Linked DNA regions of Mus musculus: region 2 is linked to region 1. The links are chromatin contacts, called in public HiCAR-type maps. All regions are on one chromosome and are shown on one strand. Each heading gives the region's core, a stretch centred on a gene start, on an enhancer-like site or on the middle of the called end of the contact. The rest is flanking DNA. Distances are from core to core; before and after follow the strand shown. Region 1 has its middle 22 kb from the start of Gm11412. Region 2 overlaps Nfib (nuclear factor I/B).

What was found. HiCAR-type assays count read pairs that join an accessible place to other places.
Region 2: a HiCAR-type map of astrocytes shows a contact between it and region 1, with 1.7 times the contacts expected there. The contact joins two enhancer-like sites. A contact is called at or near these places in 2 of 115 datasets of contacts at active chromatin or transcription factors (astrocytes and stem cell-derived neural progenitor cells).

Annotation. Positions count from the first base shown.
Region 1 is chr4:81,761,820-81,768,898 of GRCm38.p6, reverse strand. No RefSeq gene overlaps it. Among named protein-coding and RNA genes, the nearest start is that of Gm11412, 22 kb to the right of the region's middle. Within about 2 kb of position 4,423, at least 69 of the 459 cell types and tissues checked have an H3K27ac peak or open chromatin away from gene starts, as enhancers often do. A contact at or near this core is called in astrocytes and stem cell-derived neural progenitor cells, where this site is marked.
Region 2 is chr4:82,299,387-82,306,224 of GRCm38.p6, reverse strand. All of the region lies in intron 11 of Nfib (nuclear factor I/B), which reads left to right. Among named protein-coding and RNA genes, the nearest start is that of Nfib, 200 kb to the left of the region's middle. Within about 2 kb of position 1,839, at least 116 of the 459 cell types and tissues checked have an H3K27ac peak or open chromatin away from gene starts, as enhancers often do. A contact at or near this core is called in astrocytes and stem cell-derived neural progenitor cells, where this site is marked.

The DNA of each region.
Region 1 (7,079 bases), core at 3,174-5,673:
GAATGGGCAAAGGAATGAACAGAGAACATATAGCTCAGACCTATTTTTCTTCCCTACGAACACTCTGAGATTCTCCCAACCTCCACACTGAGAGCAACGCCAGGATTCCTAGACTGTAAGCAGGAGTCAAACAACTAAACAAACTGTATTCATGTGCTTCAGACAGGGAAGAAAGAGCCATGAATTCCCTCTGCTGGGGCTAAGAGAACAGTTAGAGGAGGTTTGGGTTTTCCTCTGGGAAACTTGGTGGGGCCAAAAGAATTTGGGTCCTCAACAAGAGGGGACAGGTATTAAACCAAGGTGAAGGGTCCTGCATCAAAGAAAGTCATTGGTTATTACATGGAAACTAGTGGCAACCACCAAGGCTTGGGAACCTCTCACATAACCACAGCTACAGCAGAAGCCAAATGCTGAGGAGTGACAGGTATGACTGAGGTGTGGCTACAGTTGCTATGGAAGGGAAAAGGGTTACTATAGCATGTGAGTGAGCCACTGAGCAAGGCCCATGAGCCTGTGGTAAATTATAGTCTGCCTTAGGGGCAACAGTGGCTGATATCTTGGCTAGTATGTCCTGATTTCTCTTTAAATATGTTTTCAACCAACAGAATTGACATCAAAATACAGAAAGACAAATGGAGAGATACAGTCTTAAAGAGGTATATAGTAAACACACTTAGAGGTAGCTATCACACATTCATATACCTGAAGAGACAAGGAATATTTAATAATGACTCGCATGGATCCCAGACACAGGATCTATCCCCCCACCCTTTGTGTCCTAAGCAGATGGTGCTTCTTATACACCAAACTTACTTCTAGAGATGTTCACAGCAGATGCCTTTTAATTTGCCTTCTTTGGGGTAGGGTGCCTTTGGTGCACTAAGCAATGATCAATCAGAAAGAATTTTCCTTGGACCCTGGAAATTTTCAGGGTGTGCATTTCCTAAGATTCTTCTTCATCTGGAATACTCTTCCATACTCCTGGAGGTCCCAAGCTTCCTAAATGTTGAGTTCCAGTTTATGGTGATCACACTGGGGCCTCCAAAATACTACGGGGATCTCAATAGAGATGACCATTCAATCAGAGTTTATAGCCAATTGAAAGTTTTTATGCCATCTGGCTGGTACTATACTCAGGTATCTGGGGATCCAAGGGAATCCCTGAACATTCAGATCATGAAACTTTTAAAGGTAAAAATTATATCCATATTCATCAGTTGCAGAAGAGGTTTGTACAACCAAGCAGTTTAATAGAAGGTAAGATAAGTTAGCTGGGCCTTCTTGACTTCAGGCCCTAATTTTTCATGGTCTTCTCCATCAAAGACATCAAATTCTAGTTAAACTTGATATGGCCTTATCAAGCACATAAGATAAAGGAAACTCTGCCCTGCACCACATTGCACTGTCACACCATTACCAAGTGTTTCTCTTGTCTCTCATAACCAGCTTTATAATTTGTATGGTCCTTCATTATAAGAGTGATTTTACTGTAAATGAGGGGTACATAAAAGAAACTACTGAAATTACAGTTCTAAGAGGGGAAAGGTTTTGTTTGTAGATGAGAGAGAGTCAGACACAGAGAGAGAACATATATTCAGAGGGATCTAGAAGAGTCCAGAACAGAGAGAAAAAGCAGCAGATTGGACATTACCAGGGCCAAGAATAATAACAGAGAAGAGCATGGCAGAAGGAAAAACTTTGCTCTTATAAAGGCAGTGGTCCTCTGGAGCAGCTTGAGGAATAGCATGGTGGTGGTAGTGGTGGTGGTGGTGGAGGAGGAGGAGGAAGGGTGAGCTGAGCCAGTATTTTAGTATAGCCATTGAGACGGTCATAAGTTCCTTCTGACAGCAGCAAGAGAAATGACTTCTTTTAGGGGAAACGGAAGCCAATTCACAAGTTCCTGAAGAATGCTGGCTTTTATCTAACCACCAGAATTTCTTCTATCATCTAGTTTGAGCTGAGCCAAGCCATTTCTTGACATATGCACTTTCTGAGACCTAACGCTTATCATCTCTACTTTATCGACGGCAAAAAATGAGGCCTTTAAGGAAGGATGTTTGTCAGGCCACTAGGTCACACAGTTAGAAAATGGTACTGGATCCTAAAAATCTACTCCTCCCTCCTCAGTTACAAATTTCCTATCTTGACTGGTGTCTTCTGACACTTCACTGTGAGTTCCTTCCCTCTGAAGGTATGGGTGAGAGAATTTCACATCAGCAATCCCGAATACCCTTTGTGGAATGGCACCCATCAATATTGCCAGGCACAAGAGGCTTTATCCTTGACTGAGATAAAAGTTTCTCTCCTCTTGGCCACTGGTTTATCTTTGGGTTCAGCCCTCTAGCAACCCTTATGAATGTACAACGAGACACCTAGAACAGCAAGGCCACACAAATCTAACTGTGAAGCATGTCATGCCCAGAGCCTGCCTAGAGCGCTGCTGCTGCTGCTCAATGGTTCTTCTTGGTGTGAGGGCAGACATAAGCTCAGTTTGTAAGTTTTCTGTCTCTGAAAAATCCAGAGGGATCATCCTGAACCTGGGGTTTATATTTTATTGACAGGACTATGGTGGAGCAACTTGTCTCTCATGCATCTGTACCTGGCTCTGGGAAACTGCATTTTACTTTTGATCAAATGTGGTTCCCAGCACCAACTTGCCATTCATTGGCAGAAATTGGATGATTTACTTAAAACGTTTTCGTTCAGTGCCATGGCAATGAAATGAGAATACCCAAGTATTTGTATTTGGTTTTAACCTAAAGATCAGAACACTTAATAGTTCAATTTGAGCTGCAAATTCTTAAAACAGCAATAAGGAATCAAATCCAAAAACAAAAAACAAAAACAAAAACAAAACAAAACAAAACAAAACAAAACAAAACCTAATAAAGAAATGAAACTCAAGAAGAACAAAGACCAAAGTGTGGACACTTTGCCCTTCTTAGAAATGGGAACAAAACACCCATGGAAGGAGTTACAGAGACAAAATTTGGAGCTGTGACGAAAGGATGGGCCATCTAGTGATTGCCATATCCAGTGATCCATCCCATAATCAGCTTCCAAACGCTGACACCATTGCATACACTAGCAAGATTTTGCTGAAAGCACCCAGATATAGTTGTCTCTTGTGAGACTATGCCGGGCCTAGCAAACACAGAAGTGGATGATCACAGTCAGCTATTGGATGGGTCACAGGGCCCCCAATAGAGGAGCTAGAGAAAGTACCCAAGGAGCTAAAGGGATCTGCAACCCTATATGTGGAACAACAATATGAACTAACCAGTACCCCGGAGCTCTTGTCTCTAGCTGCATATGTATCAAAAGATGGCCTAGTCAGCCATCACTGGAAAGAGAGGCCCTTTGGAATTGCCAACTTTATATGCCCCAGTACAGGGGAACGCCAGGGCCAAAAAGGGGGAGTGGGTGGGTAGGGGATTGTGGGGGTGGGTATGGGGGACTTTTGGGATAGCATTGGAAATGTAAATGAGGAAAATATCTAATTAAAAAAAACTCCCAAAAAAAAGAAATGAAACTATATTTTTAATTACTTTAAAAAATGTGCTAGCTTTCCAAGTGAACAAATGAATTGTACTTTATATCACATAAGTATGTTTATGACACACACATCTCAAAACATATTTAAATTTTATGCTTGAGTTATAAAATATGTACACATTTGATGAAATTTTTCATTGAGCACATTTTGCAAATTTCAATTTGAAAGTACTCCAGTTGAAAATAAAAAGGGCACAAATAAAACCCAGAAAATTGCAGCAAAGGATGAATCAGGTGGTAATACGTCTGCTAGGAACCACATGCATTTCTTGACCAAAGCTACGAAGGCCATCTCCAGGAGCTTCGACTGCCTCCAGGGCTCCCCTTGCCTAACTCGACTGAATTTTCTCTTTGAATACCACGTGCATCTCCACTACTTCAGGGCACCAGTTGTCCAAAAGCTAGAGGTTAGGGAAGGGCAGCTGTGTGTAGAGGTGTGACAGTCACTTTCTGTAACTCACTGCACCACCTTCAGATTCAATGCAACCTTGAAAACTAGCTTGGAGATAGTGTCTCCTTTCATTTTAAATGCCCTGGCCTTTGTCACTTTACACCAGATCCATAACACCATTTTAAGGAGGTTGTGTTGTTTTCTTTCTTTGGAGGCAAGAGGTAGGAAGAACTGACTACTATTTTGAAGCAAACCACTGTTAACCTTGGGGTTCTCCCTACAGTGGACATCCATTCCAGCAGGCGGTCCACTCCTTCAAGACTCAATTTGGAAAAGTGCTTTTAAAAGCCCAGCGTTGGCCTGGCCCTTTTGGTTGGATTTCTGTGGAAATTTTCTTAGTAACCATTTTCAGCTGAGGGAGTTCCCAGACAATTGTAAAGTGGAAGCCCTGCAGGAGGAGGGGAGGGCTGCTCCTGTGCTAATTAAAACAAAGGCTGCTTGTGTAAGCGGGCCGGCCTGCTGCACAGGGCTCACAATGCAGGGGCCTCCCAGGCACCAGCTCCTAAATCCGCCGGGACTTTCATTTCTAAATACAACTAAAGGAATGCTCCTTTGTGCATTCTATTTTCCTTGCCAAAGTGGAAGAAGGTGAAGCTGTCCAATGTTTGCTTTTGAATGTGGTGTGCCCAGCCGCAAGGCAAAGCTGTCCTCACCAAAAGCAGGGCAGCCTAGGGTCGCTTCCCAGTACAAGTGAGCTGCTAGGAGTTCTTGCAGATGGATACCTGGCTCCACTGGAATTTGCTGTCACTCTGAACTCAGGTGTTTAAGCAGAGATGGCCTTGTCATTCGTCTCAACAGCGGACAGGCTTCAGATCAGACCTGGCCTCAGCAAACTCCCCTATGCTCCGGGTGCCTACAGCAAAGTAAAAATCCCGGTGCCCCGTGAAAAAAAAGAAATGAAGACATGCCTGTGCTTTGTCTTCCAGACTTCAGAAGCTTCCCCTGTTCCGTAGGTCACATGGACTTTATTTCAAGCCTGCCCTTCAGTGTAGTCGTCCCTTTACAGCTTTAATGGCTGTTCTGTTTCCTTGTCCATGATTATTTTACAAGCCCTTTTGCAACTTGACATGCTTTGACACAGCCTGTAGAAATGTAGCGTTGTACCCGATAGTACAGTAAGTCCAATGCCAAAGAAAATGGCTCGGGAAGGGAGCAGGGGGCCACAACACTTGAAAAGAAGAATCTTGGGCAAGACAGTCAACGTTCTTGTGACTTTCTGGAGTTTTCCAGTGTGAGTATCTACAGAGTTGAATGCCAAATTTGATTTCAAAGTTTTACAAGGTTTCATTCCGGCTAAACTAATACTTGGCTAGGTCTCCTCCCTCCCTCTCTCTTCACCCTCTCCCTCCCTCCTTCCCTCCCTCCCCTTCCTCCTGCCTCTTCATCTTTCTTTCCTCCCTTAGTCCCTCACTACTTCATCCCTCACTACCTACCTCCCTCTCAAAGCAGGCTTGAAAGACAAGGTACAGCATCCGTTTCCAATTAAAAGAATAAAAAATTTTAAATGTCTCCCTCTGGGCCTGGTGCTGAGCCAGGTGAGAAAATGGTGGGTGTGGTTGCTGAGAAAGCAGGGAGGTGAAAATCCTCCACTGCTTGAAGTCACTTTATACTTGAGAGGGCTCTCCTCCCTGTCCCATTAAAAAACAAAACAAAACCCCTAAAGCTGTGATATCTCTTTATTTCATTTGTTTTCTTTAAAATTCATTTCCCTCAAAATGCTGCTAGTTCCCGTGGACCCTGCACTTAACTCCTATTTTCTCTGTATCTCTGACTTTCGTTCATTCCCACAGGGGTAAATATTTGACATCTAGCCATCCCCTGGGGTGGCAGACCATTGCACTAAACACAGAGTGGTTTCACTGCACCAAAGTCAGGCTCCAGGGGATAAACAGACATCCATAAATAACCGCTCAGAAATAGTCTAAGGAATATGTTCGGCCCAGAAATCCTGGCTCAGGGTAATCTGTTTTGTTTACGTGCATAAAAGTTTTCTTTGTCTGGATCTGCAGCGGTTACAAAGCACCCTCAGCAAAACGCAGTTAAAACAAAGCCCGAGCAAGCAGGGGGAACCCCCACCCCAAAGGAAATCAACCAGGGCGCTGTGAAAGCCAGCAGAAAACAGACTGGCCTGGCATTCTCAAACCATGAGAGTCTGGTGAGAAGTGGCGGCAGGGGATTTCGGCTTGAATATTCATGTCCTGTGACTGGAGACCTTAATGTACAAAGGCACTGTCAACACCTGACTTCTAAAAACAAGGCCCACTGTAGTCAGCAAGGAGATGTACCACAAACTTCCCATTATGTCAAGGTATAATCCATCCAGCAGTGCCCTGAGTCTGCTTCACTTTCTGGCTTCCTTGTGTTCTCTCTCTCTCTCTCTCTCTCTCTCTCTCTCTCTCTCTCTCTCTCCTCTTTCTCTTTCCCTCCCTCCCTCTCCCTCTTTCTCCTCTTACCTCCTTTCTTTCTTTCTTTCTTTCTTTCTTTCTTTCTTTCTTTCTTTCTTTCTTTCTTTCATCTTTTTTCTAGTCAGGGTTTTCCTGCAGAACACTGACCTAGCAGACCAGGCTGGCCTGCCTCTGCCTGGTATTAAAGGCACGAACCACCAATTCTCATTTTATTAACTCCAACTTGATTATAAATTGCTAAAAACAAGAAAAGAGTCTTGTTAATGTTCATATTTTTAAGCCCACAGTTGGTCAAGTATAAGGAAACAAGTTTTTGCTTAGTATGACGGTGCCTTCATCCTCACATTCGGGAGGCAGAGGCATTCAGATCTATGAATTTGAGGCCAGCCTGGTATTCAGAGTAAGCTCCAGGAGAGCCAGAGCTACCCAGAGAAACCCTGTCTCAAAAAGAAGCAACAAAAAATAAAAAAGGAAAAAGAAAGAAAAGGAAAGAAAACAACACACAATTTCTCCATTCTGAACATTTGAATTACATTAAGATGGCATACAGAAAGCAACATTCCCATGGTAGAACAGTGGGTATTCCCTACACGATGATACTGTTCTCAGCATCACTAAGGGTATCTGTCCCTGTCAACAACCTGAACAAGGGACGGATTCTGAGAACA
Region 2 (6,838 bases), core at 590-3,089, 540 kb before region 1:
CGAACCATTTGCTCAGCCCCTGAAATAATGAAGAAATGAAGATTTGACTGAAATAATTGGGAGGATTTTTTTTTTCCTGCTTATGATGCCATAATTGAATGGCACCAAAGAGACTTTTATCAGTGGTTTTCCATGTTCCATGTGTTCCCAGTTCCTCTCTTTGAGTTGAATGCTTCATCCTGCCATTACTTTACACGTGTTTTTGTAAGAAATTGTCGTTTATTACTGCAATTCCAGAGAGTTGCTTGATTTCCCAAGAGAAGTTTAGCAGCCAGTAAAGGTTATTTGGATCTGGCTGGTCAGGGGGAGGGCAAAGCAAAGGGGCAGCCGTGTGCATGGCATGCTCAGTAGTTATTGTGAAACACTGCTTTTCTTTATAAAATGTATGTTCTCTATCGAAAGACTAAAAACCAAAAACTTAAAGATAATTTTCAGTAGGTTGCAAACTGCATTCACACGTGTACGTTTATGTAGACAGGTAAGTGTCACATGCGATGCATGTATGTGGACAGTCCTGTTCCTATAGAATTAAGCTACTGTTTACTTCAGCATTATTTAGACTATCCTGGCATGTCTCCTAGGTTAGCATTTCCTGCTCAGGATTTCTTATCTTGACACAAAACTGCAGTCCGGGGCAGCTGGGTTGTTTCTGAAGTTCCTTGGGATGGTGGTGGTGGTGTGTGTGTGTGTGTTTGGGGGGCTGGGGGGAGGAGGGGAAGCTGGATTCCCATCTCTGAATCTTCTTTTCAGCTGTTGGCTCTAAAGTGTTCACATTTTTATACAGCATCCTGGGGCCCTAGCACCACTCCAGGACTAATAGAAATGCTGACAAGCTAGGTGGCATAGGTGAGTCCTTGGTTCAAGGCTGAGAATTATGAAATCTAAGGTTGCATCTGAGCAGGGTTTGGTACCAGGGCAGCTGCTGTTGTCATCCTTTGCTTTGAATAGTCTCGTGAAAGCAGTGACTTTCTGTCCTCATCAGCATCATTTGCACCTGTTGGGAGAGCAAAACTGAAGGCGGTAGTATTTTATTCAGATTATCCGAAATGGTTTTCACTCACTCGCTCACACACACACACACACACACACACACACACACACACACACACACACACAGTGTCTCTGTCTCTGATCTGGCTATTGGAAGCAGTGTTGAGACATCATTTTCGCCTACCTTTCTCCATTTATAAAGAGAGATTTGTCCAACTGGCCGTTTCCTTTTTATCTAGACAAACTCTTCAGAACACTTCCTAAGAAATTAATTGTATTCCAGCCAGACTTGCATGCTGCCATCCCACAGGAAATGGGTCAGCAATCCATTAAGATGCCATTAGATAATCTAATTTGGAACTTAATCTCTAAATTAACCATGCTCCATACTTGAAGCATACTTGAGAGAAAGAAAAAAAGTTTACGTTTGAATCGATAGGGGAGCCGAAGCGTGAAGAAGGCTGTTTGTTTTTTCTGTAGCTGTGGTCACGTCTCAAGCCGTCTGGTAACCAGGAGAAACCAGACATGATGTAATTCCAGATTGAACTTGAACTTCAGGGACTTAGCATGGGGGAACAATGGGCCATAGGAATCAATAATGTCCATTTTCCACATGATTATGTCTGGAGCTTTCCCGTCAACCCTTTTGGATGGACAGTGTGGCCAAAGCGAGATGATCCAGGGACAAGATGTTAGAGGAAAGAGAACAACTTTCTCCATGGTACTTTCAGAGCAGCGCTGCAGATTCCAGCGGGATTAGAAAAGTTCCCGCTCTGCAGTGAAGTGGGAGCTCGTTCAGAGCACTCTTTGTTCGCCTAGGTAGGACAAACTTAATCTTCCGTTTCCTGTCAGATGGTTTTTGGCAGCAGAGCCAGAGAGGGAGGAGCAGGATTCAGAACATTCTCAAAATGCAAACCTTACTGGTTAACCCTTTTGCAGCTAAAGGAAGTGTGCTAAATGCTGACCTTGTTTGAAGATGGTTTATGCAAAGCACCGTGTAAACACGCACACTCTCTGCTGAGGAAGTCAGCTCCATTGCGGCCCACACACCATCACTTCATTGTTGTGATCAAGGAGCTGGAACTAGGTGTACTGTGAATCAGGTCATATTTAAATAATAGAGCCTAGAAATGAATGTATTTTTATAGGAAATGCTACAGCAGTAAAGACAAAAGCCTGTTGAATTTCCACATGGGGAATAATAATATTTATGTTGCATATCAGAAAGTGTAGAAATAGAGTTTCCTCTCCTATTTTCTTCGTTCTGGGAGCTCTCTGCATATGTGAACACAGTGAAAGGGCCAATGTCATAAATATAATTGTTAACTCCTTGACATCTTACTCTTCAGAAATCTGGTATAAACAAGTCCTCTTCTTTAGAAGCAAAACTGTAAAAATAATACTAGTATTTGCTTTTAAGAAAAATCATTTGTGAAAGAGTCTCCTGGCTTTTATACAAACTCACATTTCTCTTTCATTTAGTATGCCTTTGGGGAGCCTTTCTGTGAAAAGCACTATTTTGGAGAACCGGAGTTTTTTTTTTTTTGGTAGGGAAATGTCTGTAGTTGAAGAATCACTTATGCAAATAAGAGGAGCAGTAACCCTTGTAACAATAGCATTGAAAAGAAGCCCAGGGGTGGAGAGGAATACAGACTAGAGAAAGGCTGGAAATCAACATGTGGGCTTCCCTGTGGCATGGTCTGGGAGGAGTAAATGACTACAGTTGGCCTGTATGTTTTTATATTTTAATTGGCAATAACATCCGGTAGCTTCATAAGTGTGTGTGTCTGTGTGTGTGTGTGTGTGTGTGTGTGTGTGTGTGTATGCATGCACGGGTGTCTTGTAATTGATTTGTAGTTAACAACTTCATAATTTTCTATCATAGGTTTTTTAGCTCTAAAATATGAGCAAAATCAAATCTTTAAAAAATATGCTTAATTTCCTGATTGAGGGGAAGGATTGCCCTTTAAATCTTATTTACATTTGACTGTTGTAAGCAAGTAAGTTTTTGTGACTTTTGAAGTGCCTGGGTTCCCTTGTTGAAGGGCCTTCTAACATCATGTGTGGAAGGAAGCCTCTATAGTAAAAGCAAAGGGTAGCAATGATCTGGTTCCCTAGACAGCTGCGCTGTCCCCATGTGAAGTCACTATTGCGTGTCGTCTTTTGCAGATGCAGTACTTCACTGGTATATGATACCCCCTTTTTTTTTTAAATTTGGAAAATACTTTCACTAATGCGTGCTACAATGAACCCTTGATCCAGCGTCCCCCAGAAGCAAAGCCGTCTGAAACAATTGACTATAAACCAATGAGGTTTGACAGCCTCCCATTTGATGTTATTTTCAAAAGTGTGGCTCCCCAAGGATTAACAATAAAGAAGGCTATTTACCTACTTAGTTAAGAAATAAATACACTTCTCTTTCATTACTATGAAGTGCTATTGCTTGCAGTTAGATTCATTCTATGAGCCACCTGCAGTTTATGATATTTGGTGTTTCCCAGAGAGCCCACTGGGGCCCTTTGCAGAGCAGGTAAGAGCTAGCGAGGGGGCTTTCTGATGCAGACTATTACAAATAGTTATAATCATTAGAAATCATCTTGCATGCAAATAGGATCATTCATATGGCGATAATGATCATTAAAAATGGGAAAAATAAATCAAAGAAATCCAGGACCTCTATAAAGCATGTAGTATAATTCACTTTCACTCTGGCCCCTTGTAAAAGGGGGCTCAAAAGCAAATTACTGTCATACATCCACATCTGCACACACACAAAACAAAGGCACATATTATTTTCAGTTGGAAAGCAACTAACATTGGATAAATCAATTACAGTTACTAATGTGGAATTATTCTTGTTCAGGAGATCTCATGCATCTAAGTGTCAGCCATAAGCCATTGGATATCATTTATAATTCACCTGCAGTACAAATATAGGAACAGGAAATTGAAATGTTTTTCACAGAGAGTTGAAGTAAAGAGTATGGGTAAGAATGCAGATTCCAGGGCTCCAATCCTGTGGCTAAGACCTGGGCTTCTGCTACCTAATACAGTGTACAGTTGGGCAAGACTTCAGGCTTCAATTTCCTCATCCATAAACTAAGCATGAATGTTGGTTGTTAGGATGAAAAACCTTAAGGTAGGTCAATCACATAGACCATGTATAGCAAATCACTCATGCTGTGTAAGTGCTATTGATCGGATGCCGTCTTCTTTGTTCTAATATATTAATAGATTCAACCTGAAGCATGCTCATTTATTCTGTCCACTGATGTGAATGAGTTGTTTTTCACAAGAAAGCAAGCAGCTAGTTAAGATGCAAGATAGTATATCTAGACTTAACTAACATACCTGAGCCAATTCTTTCAGACTTTTTTTTTTTGCTTTAGCAGAGAAAATTCCTTCCTGCATGTTTTTGGAAAAGATATTAAAACCAGCATGTTAGTAATTTATCAAAAATGTCCTTTGGCCAAAAGAATAACAGGTAACACCTGAAACTGGTGCAAAGTAATTGAAAGCAAATTTTTCTAAATTACCATTTTCTGTGGTCTTCAGGCTCCCACCACTATCTGTTAACAATATGGCTACTTTAATTATACAACAGACTTTGTATAAACCTAACAAATCTTTGTTCTCTATTACTTAGTATTGCTCAGGTTTCTTAAAAGAGTTCCTATAATCCTTGAAGGAAAATCAGTCCATCAGTCTAAATGGCCAATAGTGTGATTCCCCTGGACAGTATTAGTATAATTAGAATGCTGACATTCTATGACCTAATATTGGAATGCTTAATTCATTCTGAAATGAGCACTGATTAGTAGTTACGTGGATTGAGCCATTCTTCCAATACCTCTCACTGTTTTAATGACCTAAGACTAATAGGTGAAGTGTGTTACTTTGGTTCCTGCCTCAACTTAATGACTTCATCTATGTTTACTTGACACCCTGTGGTTCTGGTAGGTAATTGTGTTAAAAGCCAAAGAACCAATCACTTTTGGCCTTGAAGCCACTGTCACAGGATGAATTTATTTATTTATTTTTGTAATGACCAACAGATGTTGTTTCGGCACTCACTGCTGTTTTGTTCTCTTTCTTTGAGAGATAAAGAATCTATTCACTCTGTTAGTGGAACAACTTGGGTTTATCCAGATTAAGAAGTAGACATAGAGTGAGTTTTAAAGGCATGGTTGGACTATGTATAAATCTACCAAACCCTTGTGCTGTATTACTAAGTACATCGCAAGTTTCTTGAGAGTTTCAAATCACTTTCCCTCATAGTGCTCACTGCAGTGTTACGGGGGAACTTCTTTTTGCTTCCCAAGAAGACAGATCTAGAGACTTTGAGGTCTGTTGCCTCTGACAATCCACTCAGTGCACAAGTCCCCATGTCAACATTATCTAGGTTATGATATAGTTTGTGTGGCATTATGGCGAATTCATTGTCTCCTGAAGCAAATACCTTAAGAAAGTTCTGTCCCAAAAGTCCTTTCCAAGGTTGGACTGACATGTGACTTTGTCAGAAAGCAATGTTGCATAGTGAAATGCCCACGAGACACAGACAAAATAATTAGTATCCGGGGCTACATGAGAGAGATTGGCCTTTCTTTCCACATGAGAGGGGATACTGATGGCCATTTCAGGAGTTCATAGATAAAACACCAAAGATGGAATCTTATGTTCACCAGCATGGTTGTGATCTACAGTGTCTTCTCCCTTTGTGCTAATTCTGTGAATTGAATCATCATAGAGCTGTATCGTTTCTAGTTCAGTGTCTTCCCCGTTACTCTGAAACTCTTCTGTAAGTAATTCGATAAGTTACTTCAACAAAGGTGAGACCACAATGTAAAATGAATCAGGGATGTCAACCTCCCTGACATCCTAAGCCATATATCCTAAGTCAAAGGAATTGGCTTCTGTATCCTCCCTGTTGGGGAGAGTCATTCTACACAGTTGATCTTAGTAAAGGGAATATGTTTTCCAAGATATCCAACGTTTTGTTTCTGGAATTTTGATTTAGCTCTTGTGTGTTTTGCATGTAATATCTCATAACAAATGCCATCAGGATAAGCTGTGTTTTGGTTTCTGATGCTGCCAAAATCTTTTGAACTTTTAATCCTGATTTTTCATAGATGTATCCTTTTCTTACTACTTTTGTTTTTAGCAGTTATGGGTAGCAAATGTTTTCTAGATATATGTTATCAGATTTGAGTAAGATTCATCTTTAGTTTATCTATAGGTGATTTGACAAAAATCTAATGACAACAAAATAAACACAGCTTGGAGATCCATATTGCTATCTTGGAAAGTTTTAGAAATCCTTTTAAGCTTTCTTACCAGTCAAAGTATAGACTTTAAAGAAATATAACATACAGAAATTCATACAATTTTCACTCCACAGTGAAGACCAAGATATATTTTATATGTACCAGATTCATATATGTAAATGTTAGATGTTGATATTCATCTGTACTAGAGAGTCACAGAGTAAATGGTGCTTATGTATTCTCAGTGAAGAATTATGAAAATTTAGGTGTGTTTTTAAATTAAGTGATCTAATTTGGTTTAACTTTTCACATTGTTACCTAGGCTTTGAATTACTTTTACCATGATCCCCTCCTCATTCCTCAAGGGAACTGCTGTCAGAGCTCTAAAGAATGTTCCTTATAATTCTGAACTTAACCTATGAATTGGTGATAAGAGGCTTGTAAAACTCATATATGAGGTCTGCATAGTGTTCATGTTTGAGATTTATTTTGCCCTAAAGATTTCTAAGTAGTATCAACACATGTCCTACCCTGCAGTGTTCGTATGGCCATGATGTAGGCCAGGAGATTTAGAAGGTTTAACT